3 separate regions of the Mus musculus genome follow, and all the other regions are linked to region 1. A link is a contact called in public HiCAR-type and promoter capture Hi-C data. All regions are on one chromosome and are shown on one strand. Each heading gives the region's core, a stretch centred on a gene start, on an enhancer-like site or on the middle of the called end of the contact. The rest is flanking DNA. Distances are from core to core; before and after follow the strand shown. Region 1 holds the start of Armc10 (armadillo repeat containing 10). Region 2 holds the start of Srpk2 (serine/arginine-rich protein specific kinase 2). Region 3 holds the start of Rint1 (RAD50 interactor 1).

What was found. Promoter capture Hi-C pulls out the DNA fragments that hold promoters and counts their contacts. HiCAR-type assays count read pairs that join an accessible place to other places.
Region 2: a contact with region 1 is called in a HiCAR-type map of astrocytes, with 5 times the contacts expected there. The contact joins the promoter of Srpk2 here to the promoter of Armc10 in region 1. A contact is called at or near these places in 4 of 39 promoter capture datasets (the 3T3-L1 cell line, embryonic stem cells, hippocampal neurons and 1 more) and 1 of 115 datasets of contacts at active chromatin or transcription factors (astrocytes).
Region 3: a promoter capture Hi-C map of pre-B cells shows a contact between it and region 1, with 7 times the contacts expected there. The contact joins the promoter of Rint1 here to the promoter of Armc10 in region 1. A contact is called at or near these places in 2 of 39 promoter capture datasets (embryonic stem cells and pre-B cells) and 1 of 9 other capture datasets (adipose tissue).

The regions. Positions count from the first base shown.
Region 1 is chr5:21,644,609-21,647,308 of GRCm38.p6, reverse strand. It overlaps Armc10 (armadillo repeat containing 10), which reads right to left and starts at 1,303. Exons shown (of 6, transcript NM_026034.5): 1 at 1,074-1,303. The coding sequence starts at 1,206. It overlaps Fbxl13 (F-box and leucine-rich repeat protein 13), which reads left to right and starts at 1,704. Exons shown (of 21, transcript NM_001199632.1): 1 at 1,704-1,847. The coding sequence starts at 1,773.
Region 2 is chr5:23,674,710-23,677,409 of GRCm38.p6, reverse strand. Srpk2 (serine/arginine-rich protein specific kinase 2) reads left to right here and starts at 1,443. Exons shown (of 16, transcript NM_001359173.1): 1 at 1,443-1,552; 2 at 1,636-1,690. The coding sequence starts at 1,537.
Region 3 is chr5:23,786,415-23,789,114 of GRCm38.p6, reverse strand. It overlaps Rint1 (RAD50 interactor 1), which reads right to left and starts at 1,404. Exons shown (of 15, transcript NM_177323.4): 1 at 1,233-1,404; 2 at 780-825. The coding sequence starts at 1,274.

The sequences.
Region 1 (2,700 bases), core at 54-2,553:
CCTTAAAAAAGCAAAACAAAAGACCACCACCACCACCAACAACAACAACAACAAAAACCCACCAAAGTATTCTTGTATAGAAATATTTGACAGAGAGAAAAAACAAACAAAACCACAAAAAACCCACACACAAACAAGCACCCTACAAATCAGGCTTTGTAAGGGCAAATGCTCATTTTCAAAAACTGCTTTCCTCTGTGACCAAAGGGGAAGGTTCTGTGCACTCCCCTTTCTTACAGCATTTCCTGGAGGAAATGGAAGGCTGGAATATAAATCCATGGTTGTTCCTGGTCCCTTCTAGTAAGTGCAAATTTTGAAAAGTAAATGCTAGTTGTACAACCCAAAGATGTGTTTTCTACCTGCCTTTAAAGGTGCCTTATTTTTGTTCTAGGGAAGGGCAATTAGCTCCCACCAACCTCAGTTTAAAAACAAATATATTTCTCTACCTTTGAGGCAAGCAGGTATTGGTTGGCAGGTTTTATTTCAAATAGTTTTTCCAACAGTTTTCACGACTTAAGCCATCCTTTTAGAAGGGTGTGTCTCCTGTTGGTTGTGGTTCTTATTCCCAACACACACACCCCGGTTGCAGGGACGCTACGGATGACTTAAAGGTACTTCCCAGGACAGGTGCCACAAAGTGCTGGCAGAATTGCATCTCAGGGATCCATTCTTCACATAGCACGAGCAAAGTTTCAACCCAGGCTTGAGGCCCCTGAGAACCTTCTCACAGTAAGGGGCATCTCTTTGATAACAACACAAAAGCTCAGGTAAAACTTTAAAATGAGAGGCAATCTACTTGGCTCGGAGAAACCTCAGCTCTTGGCTGTGAAGCCGAAGGGAAGTAACAGGACACTTCGGGCAATGTTTTCAGCTCTTATTTTAAACAAAGAAGTGGGAGCAGGGAAGCGGCTCAGGACCCACCCAAGGCAACCTGGGCTTCCAGAGTCGTCTGTCTACCTCCAGCCTTTCTCCCCATGCAGTCGCGGGTGTCTAGGGCACCTCCAACCCAGCCTGGCCTGAGGTGGGTCCGGAGCCCCGAACCAGTCCACCTGCCGGGCAGCCCATCGCCTCACCTGCGGATCGCGAAGGGCGCAGTCGGCGACCGCCTCGCCGCGGTCCCCGAGTCAGCCGGTAGATACAGTAGCAGGCGCCGGCGCCCAGGACCAGCCCTGCTGCCACCCAGCCCACGTCCCGCGCGCCACCCATGCTGCTGCCTCGGAGCTGCAGGGAGCCGAGGAGCCAGGGCCACACGCAGGTGCAGCTGGGCCAGAACCAGCCCAGAGAAAGGAAATGGGGTTGGAGCTCCGCCTTCCGGAAGCCGCCCTGCTAAAATCGGAAGCCCTCCCACCCTGTGTGCTGCGGTTCCTTTCACCAGGCAGGCGGGATGCCCCTAGTGCAAGCAGCTTTTTCCTGGACCAAGACCGGGACTGCGGCGCGTTGAACACAGACCCTAGCTCCGCCCCAACACTCACTCTCCCGTCCAGCCCTCTCATTTTACCCGGCCCCGGCCTGTACTGTCCTGCCCCGCCCCTCCCCGCTCTGCCCCGCCTCTCTGCACTCGCCCCGCCCCTCTCTGCCCCGCCCCTCTGCAATCGCCCCGCCCCGCCCCAGTTGCCCCGCCCCCTCCCTGCTAGGTTCTTTCTTCATCTCGCGAAAGGCTTGGACTATTTGGCACCTCCTTTGTGGTTGCTAGGCAACGCTCCGGCGCGTCTCTCCTCCTCAACGTGAACAGCAGTAACCTATGAAACGCATTCTGAGTCCTGCTTCTGACCATGGCTTCACTACGCAGTGCCACCCCCAGGCTAAGGAGCTACTTCAGGGACAAGTACATTCCTCAAATCTGTGAGGTACTGCAGCCACATAGCCTCTCACACAGTGGGCGCGGGGAAAAACTGGGAGAGGCAAGGAGATTCCCGGAACTGGAGCTAAGAAGGAGCAGGATGGGGAAGCTTGAAGTCAATTTAGGGTAACTAGAGAGAGAAGGGTAGGTTAGAGAAGACCGAAGGGTGCCGGTGGCTAAAACCAAGCCCAGGTGGGGATGACAAAGGAAGGGGACGGGGGAAAGTGACAATCTGCAGGGGGCGCAAAGAGCACAGGGCCTGGGTTGGAATCTCCAAGTGTCAACTACTAAATTCTATTATGGAAGAGCGTCTTGAGCAAGAAGTGAGTGGTGAGCCACTTGAAGACAAAAGACTTGAGGGGTTCTGGGTGTAGGCTTCGCCCCGCCTCGTTGTTAGCAGGAGGGAAGAAGAGTCACCTGCCTCTACACACAGCTTCACAACACACCTTTTTAGAGATCGCCACCAAGCAAAACCTGAGGTCTTGGTTTCAACAAAGAAATGAATTTCGGGGCCAACTTGTATGAAGCAAAGCTGGCTTCATTAAACGCAGGAACAAAGGTGCTCCAGTAGAGAGAGTAGAACACACCTGGTCAGACAATTGCGGGCTTCTGAAGGGAGAGTCGACCTTAAGTGTTGTCTTCACAATGCTGACATCAGTATTTTTTCTTGTGACTTTCAAGGTTACATTTCTAAATGTTGCCAAGAAACTACTACCCCTTTTCTTTTTCTTTCTTAATTTCTTTATTCACTTACTTCCCGATTGCAGCCCACCCCTCTCCTCCCCTCCCAGTCCCTTACAAGCCCCTCCCCCACTACCCCCTTCCCCCTATCAGAGGAGAAGGGAAAACCCTCCTTGGGT
Region 2 (2,700 bases), core at 194-2,693, 2.0 Mb before region 1:
CTTAAAAACACATGGGCACTAACAGTAACGGATGACCTTGGGTTGGAAAAAAAATGTCGCCAAACATATTTTATTGGATTTTCTTAGAGTGATAACGTTCTGATTATGTAGAAAAAAAAAATCTTTGCTTTTAGTAGATATGTATTGAAATCTTTTGGGGTGGAGGGTAACAGTCTGCAAACTACTGAATGACTCAGCAAAATACACCATATGCATACACACACACACACACACACACACACACACACACAGAGCAACTGTGGAGAAACGTTTAAAAAAAACCTAGTGAATGTGGGTTAATAGTGCCGATTACTGCATTTTTCTTGTATGTTTCAGATTTTTTGAAAAAAAAAATGGAGAAAGTAAAATCTTTTCAAACTTGGAGCGGCCTTTCCTGTTTGTTGGGACATCTTTAGAGTAAGACTCAGTGATACAGTTGTAACTCAACGATACAATTGTAACCAATGAAGGACTGAGTGTTCAGGACCAGTATCTTTAAGATACTGTAATTGTTCAAAGAGACAAGAGAACACTGAAGTGGTAACTACGTGTCAGTCAGCGTGATTTGCATCTTAGATAGCCTTGGAAGGTAGAAAGAGAAACCAGGTAGCCTGGGAAGGCAGAAAGAGAAACCAGCCAGGCCTGAATAGAAATACAGGCTGGTAGAACTGTTTGACCTATTTAGGGTTTAGTTTCCCCATTATAGGAGGAAGAAAAAAAAAATCACTTTTTGGCATGATTGCTGTTTTAGGCTCTTATCTCATGGTATTTAGAAAATTAGGCTTTCTGTGACAAACTTTCCATTTAAGCTGTGTGCATCTTTCCTTCGTTAAACTCACGCAGCCTAATGGAGTAGGAAAAGAGAGGAAAATCACTTCTCCAAGGTCACACAGACACTCAAGGACCCAGGTTCCTCAGCTCTTGGTCTTGTGCCCTTTCCACGCCCGCCGGAGAGGAGGAAGCGGCGCTCATAGGGATGCAAGGATGTAGAGATGCAAAGGGATAGAGGAGGCCGCCTGAGAGAGGTGGCGAGAGACCCGCCAAGGCGCTGGCCAAGGAAGAGCGCATGGAGAGGCGTGCGGCACGACCAGCCGGGGTGCGGAGCGGTGGCTGGGAGGAAGGGTCGGCGGCTGGGCCTAGTGCCCGGGAACGGGTGGCCTGCGGCGGCCGTAAAAGCAAGGAGGTGGAGGCCGTGGGCGCGGGAGGCCGTGGGCGAGGGGGCCGTGGGCGCGGGGAACCGTGAGCGCGCAACCGCCCTTCAGCACAGGTGGGCCGCCGAGCGAGTGATAAGGGCGCGGCCGGGGTCCGGACCCCCGTGCTCCAGAGCTGCGGAGGGGGGCGCGGAGGGGGCGGGGCTGCGGGGCGGGGCCGCGGGGGCGGGTCTCATTGGCCCCCGCGGGAGAGGCCGCGGCGGCGCAGGCGCGGTTCCCGCCTCCTCGGCCGGCGAGCGAGTGGAGGCTGCATCCCGGTGCGGCTGACTGTCGCGTCGCCGCCGCCTCCGCCGCGGAGCCCCCCGCCTGGCTGCCCCGAGTCGGAATGAGCTCCAGGAAAGGTGAGCGGCGCGAGCGGCCCCCGCCCCGCCTCGCGGCACGCAGGCGGCCAACCCGACCGTTAATGTGTCTTCTCTCTCCCCAGTGCTGGCCATTCAGGCCCGAAAGCGGAGGCCGAAAAGAGAGAAACATCCGAAAAAGTGAGTCCGCGCGGCGCTTGGTCCCGACCCCGCCCCGCCTCGCTGAATGTTGCTTGCGGCCGCGCAGGCAGAGCTTCCCGGTCCCCGGGCCGCGGGCGGTGGGTCTCCCGGGACGCGGCGCCGGCTCTACGTGCCCCGGCGGGGGAGGGGTGGGGGGAGGGGCGCGCGGCCGCGGGTTCCGGAGCCGCGACCTGGCCCGTCAGCCTGCGAGCCGCCCGGGCTCTGCACTCGACCCCGCGCCCCGTGCCCCGTGCCCCGCGTCCCCGATCCTCATCCCGCGCCCCGGATCGGCGTCCCTGATCCGTATCCTGAGCCCCTTATCCACATCCCTGATCCGCACCCCAGTGCCTGTACCGCACGGGTCGGATAGTGGGCACGGGAGGGAGGCGGCGGCGCGGCTGACACCTGGGCTGCGGGAGCCAGTGCGCTGCCGCCTCTGCCACCTCCCGGTCCCGCCTGGGCCAGCCAGCTGAAAACCCGAGCTGCTTGTCAAGTGGTTTGGCTCCGGGCGTTGTTCCTGGCGTGAGTTCAGCTCCGGGACCGGTGCGTTTCGGCGCTCGGGTTTTTCATTCGAAACTTTCTGCTCGGGTCGAGCGTTACTTGCGTGCTGCGGCTGCGCCCAGGTCGCTTGCTGCAGTGGGCTGTGGGTGTGTGCGCGGGCGGGTCCCGCGTGGTGCTCCGGACTGGATCCACCGACTATGATATTTCAAATGTGCCAGCGCCAGCCACCTCCAGCCTGGACCTGCAGCCCAGTTGGGCAGCTGCTGTCGGAGAAGCCTTTCCCCGAGAGCTGGGTTTTCCTAGGCGTCAGAGCGCCGCCGCGTGTTTCTCTTTCCTCTCTCTCTGGGTTTGCTGGACCAGCTATCAACATCTTTGCTCACATTGTTTGCTTCGCTGTTCCTTTTGCGCAAGAAATTTGTGTGGTGTCTTTGGTACTATAGAGAAAGACAGAATTCGCCTTTAATAAAATTACGAAATATTTGTCTATCTTTATTTTGCAAGGGGTGGGA
Region 3 (2,700 bases), core at 155-2,654, 2.1 Mb before region 1:
AGTGTACATAGATATAATAATAAATAAATCTTTAAAAAATACTTCAAAAGCTCCTAAAGAGGTTGGGCATGTGACATCTGTGAAATAGAAGACTGTGGATCTGGAGTCCAAGGTCATCCTTAGTCACACAAAAGTCTGGGGCGAACCTGGGTTACGCTCCACCTTGGTTAAAGAGAGAGAGAGAGAGAGAGAGATTGAGAGAGAGAGAGAGAGAGAGAGAAACAAAAACAGCCCCTTCAGGGTGCTGGATTCCTAATAACCTGCTACGCTTATCTCAAGTGAAATAACAAATATCCAGGAGTCTGACATAGTTTCCTGTCCTAGGTACTGGGTCTTTTCCATGTCACCTACCCAGACCAAGCCCTGGGACCTAAGGTGTGGGCTACCTGCAGCAAACTGTAATTACTTACTCACTGAAGGCAAAAGTACAATTAACCTATTATCAAACCTCTTCCTAGAACCCAGTAACAGTGACCAGCATAACCCCTCTAAATACCTGATAACGAGCTGACAGTTCATTAAAATGGCAGGTCCCAGTGAAGCCAAACCAGTCACTGTCCTAGGAAGGAGCGTCAATGTGCTCTTTCTATATTTCACAGTCTTAGAGAGACAAAAGTCCACGTGCAAAGATAACTAATATTTATTACTGTTTAAACATTGTACAGAAAGAATACTCCATTGAAAAGATAGCAGACTAAGAAACTCTTTTGCAGACTCTGAAAAGGCGAGCTTCGAAGGGCAGCTAGACAAAAAGAACTAAGGGTTTAAAGCCTGCTTACTTTTCACGTCTGTGTTCTTCGTTTCGTCACCACTCTCGGGGCAGCACTGGCAGAAAAACAGGTGTGGCAAACAAGTTAGACTGAAGTAAGTGGAATTCATACAGCGCTCCGAAAGGTCCCATACTGACGGGCGGAGAGGTCCTAGGCGCCTCTCCCAGGGGCATGCCTGACACTACTGCCACCTTCCCAGAGGTCTGGACCACCTCCCCAGGGTCCGAGTTACTCTGCCCGGGCACCGAGGCCACTTTCCCGCCAACTCTCAAAACTGTCATCTTCTGGGACATCGGACATTGCACTGTGACTACCTCCCCAGGGACTCCCTTGCCTGCTTCCGGCCGTGGGAACCACCGCCAAACCACTTCCAAGGTAACCTGTCCCCGGGGCGGAGGTGGGGTCTGTGCCACCTCGCAGGGTCACCAGCGTCCCTTCCCCGGGTTTCCAGGGACGCCTCACCGGGGCTGCCGGCACTTCGCCGATATCGTCAGCCGCAAGCATCCTGCCTCCGCACGAATTCTGGATTCCATGCACCGCCAGCCCGGCCTGCAGAGTCCGGCTAGGGAACACACAGACTGGGCGACCAGACCAGCCTTCTGGGACGCAGGGTTGAGCGCCACCTCGACTTCCTATCACCGACTCTCTGGTTCCGTTCTCTTGGCCTAGAGAGGCATATCTGCGCGCCGCTGTCCTGTTCTGTGGCGCCCCCTGCTGGTTGGATGTCATGTTGGCCGCTCAGGGAACCTGGCAGCCCTACTGCTTCCCAGGCTGCTGAGTTCTGTGCAGGAGCTCTCTCCACTTCTTTGGAGTTACTAAAAATAAAATTCGGCCCTGGCATGGTGTCTCACACTTGGAATTCCACCGTTTGGGAGGTGAAGGCGGGAAAACCAGTAGTTCAAAGTCAACTCCAGCTACACACTGAATTCAAGGAGGGGAGAGGAAGGAGGGGAGGAGAAAATACTCATGATACCCTTAGGATGGTGAGCCACAAGTCGGGAGCGGAGGCGGGAAGATTGCCACTAGTCCCTGCCAGCTTGCTCTATAAAGTGAATTCGGTATCAGCTAGAACAACACCTATCTCAAAATGGCTCAGCGCATAAAAGCATTTGCCACCAAGACACCGGAGTTCCATACTTGGCCCACGTGGTACTAGGTAGGAGTGTCAAAGTGCTCTTTCTATATTTCACAGTCTTAGAGAGACAAAAGTCTACGTGCAAAGGTAACTAATATTTATTTATTTATTTATTTATTTATTTATTTATTTATTTATTTATTTATTTTTGGTTTTTCGAGACAAGGTTTCTCTGTGTAGCCCTGGCTGTCTTGGAACTCACTCTGTAGACCAGGCTGGCCTCGAACTCAGAAATCCGCCTGCCTCAGCCTGTAACTAATAGTTATTACTGTTTAAGCGTTGTACAGAAAAAAATACTCCATTTAAAAGGTAGGGACTAAGTAACCTCTTTTGTAGACTCAAGAGTAAGCTTTGAAGGACAGCTAGACAAAAGGAACACTCCTTCATATATTTTCGAACTGGAAGGTCCAGATCTGTTTGTAGGAGGGTTGAAACATTCTGGGAGTCAGACAGAGAAAGAGCACTCAAAATCTGGCATCCAGTTTGCTGGGCAAAGCCCCCTAAACCTCTACTGTTTTCCAGGGAGGAGGAACTGAATTACTTAGAAGCAAGGGATAGGTAGAGAACATGGAAATTTGACAGGCAAACCCTGGAAGGCAATGCCTTTGAGACCAAACAAATGGGGAGAAAACAGAAAAAAAAAAAACAACAAGCAAACAAACAAACAAAAATCTTTAGAGGAAACAGAAACTACTCCGTGAGAAGAAAACTCACTGAGGTGTAGACATACATGCAGACAAAACACCCATACACATAAAATGAAAAAAAATAAATAAATAAGAGCCGGGTATGGTG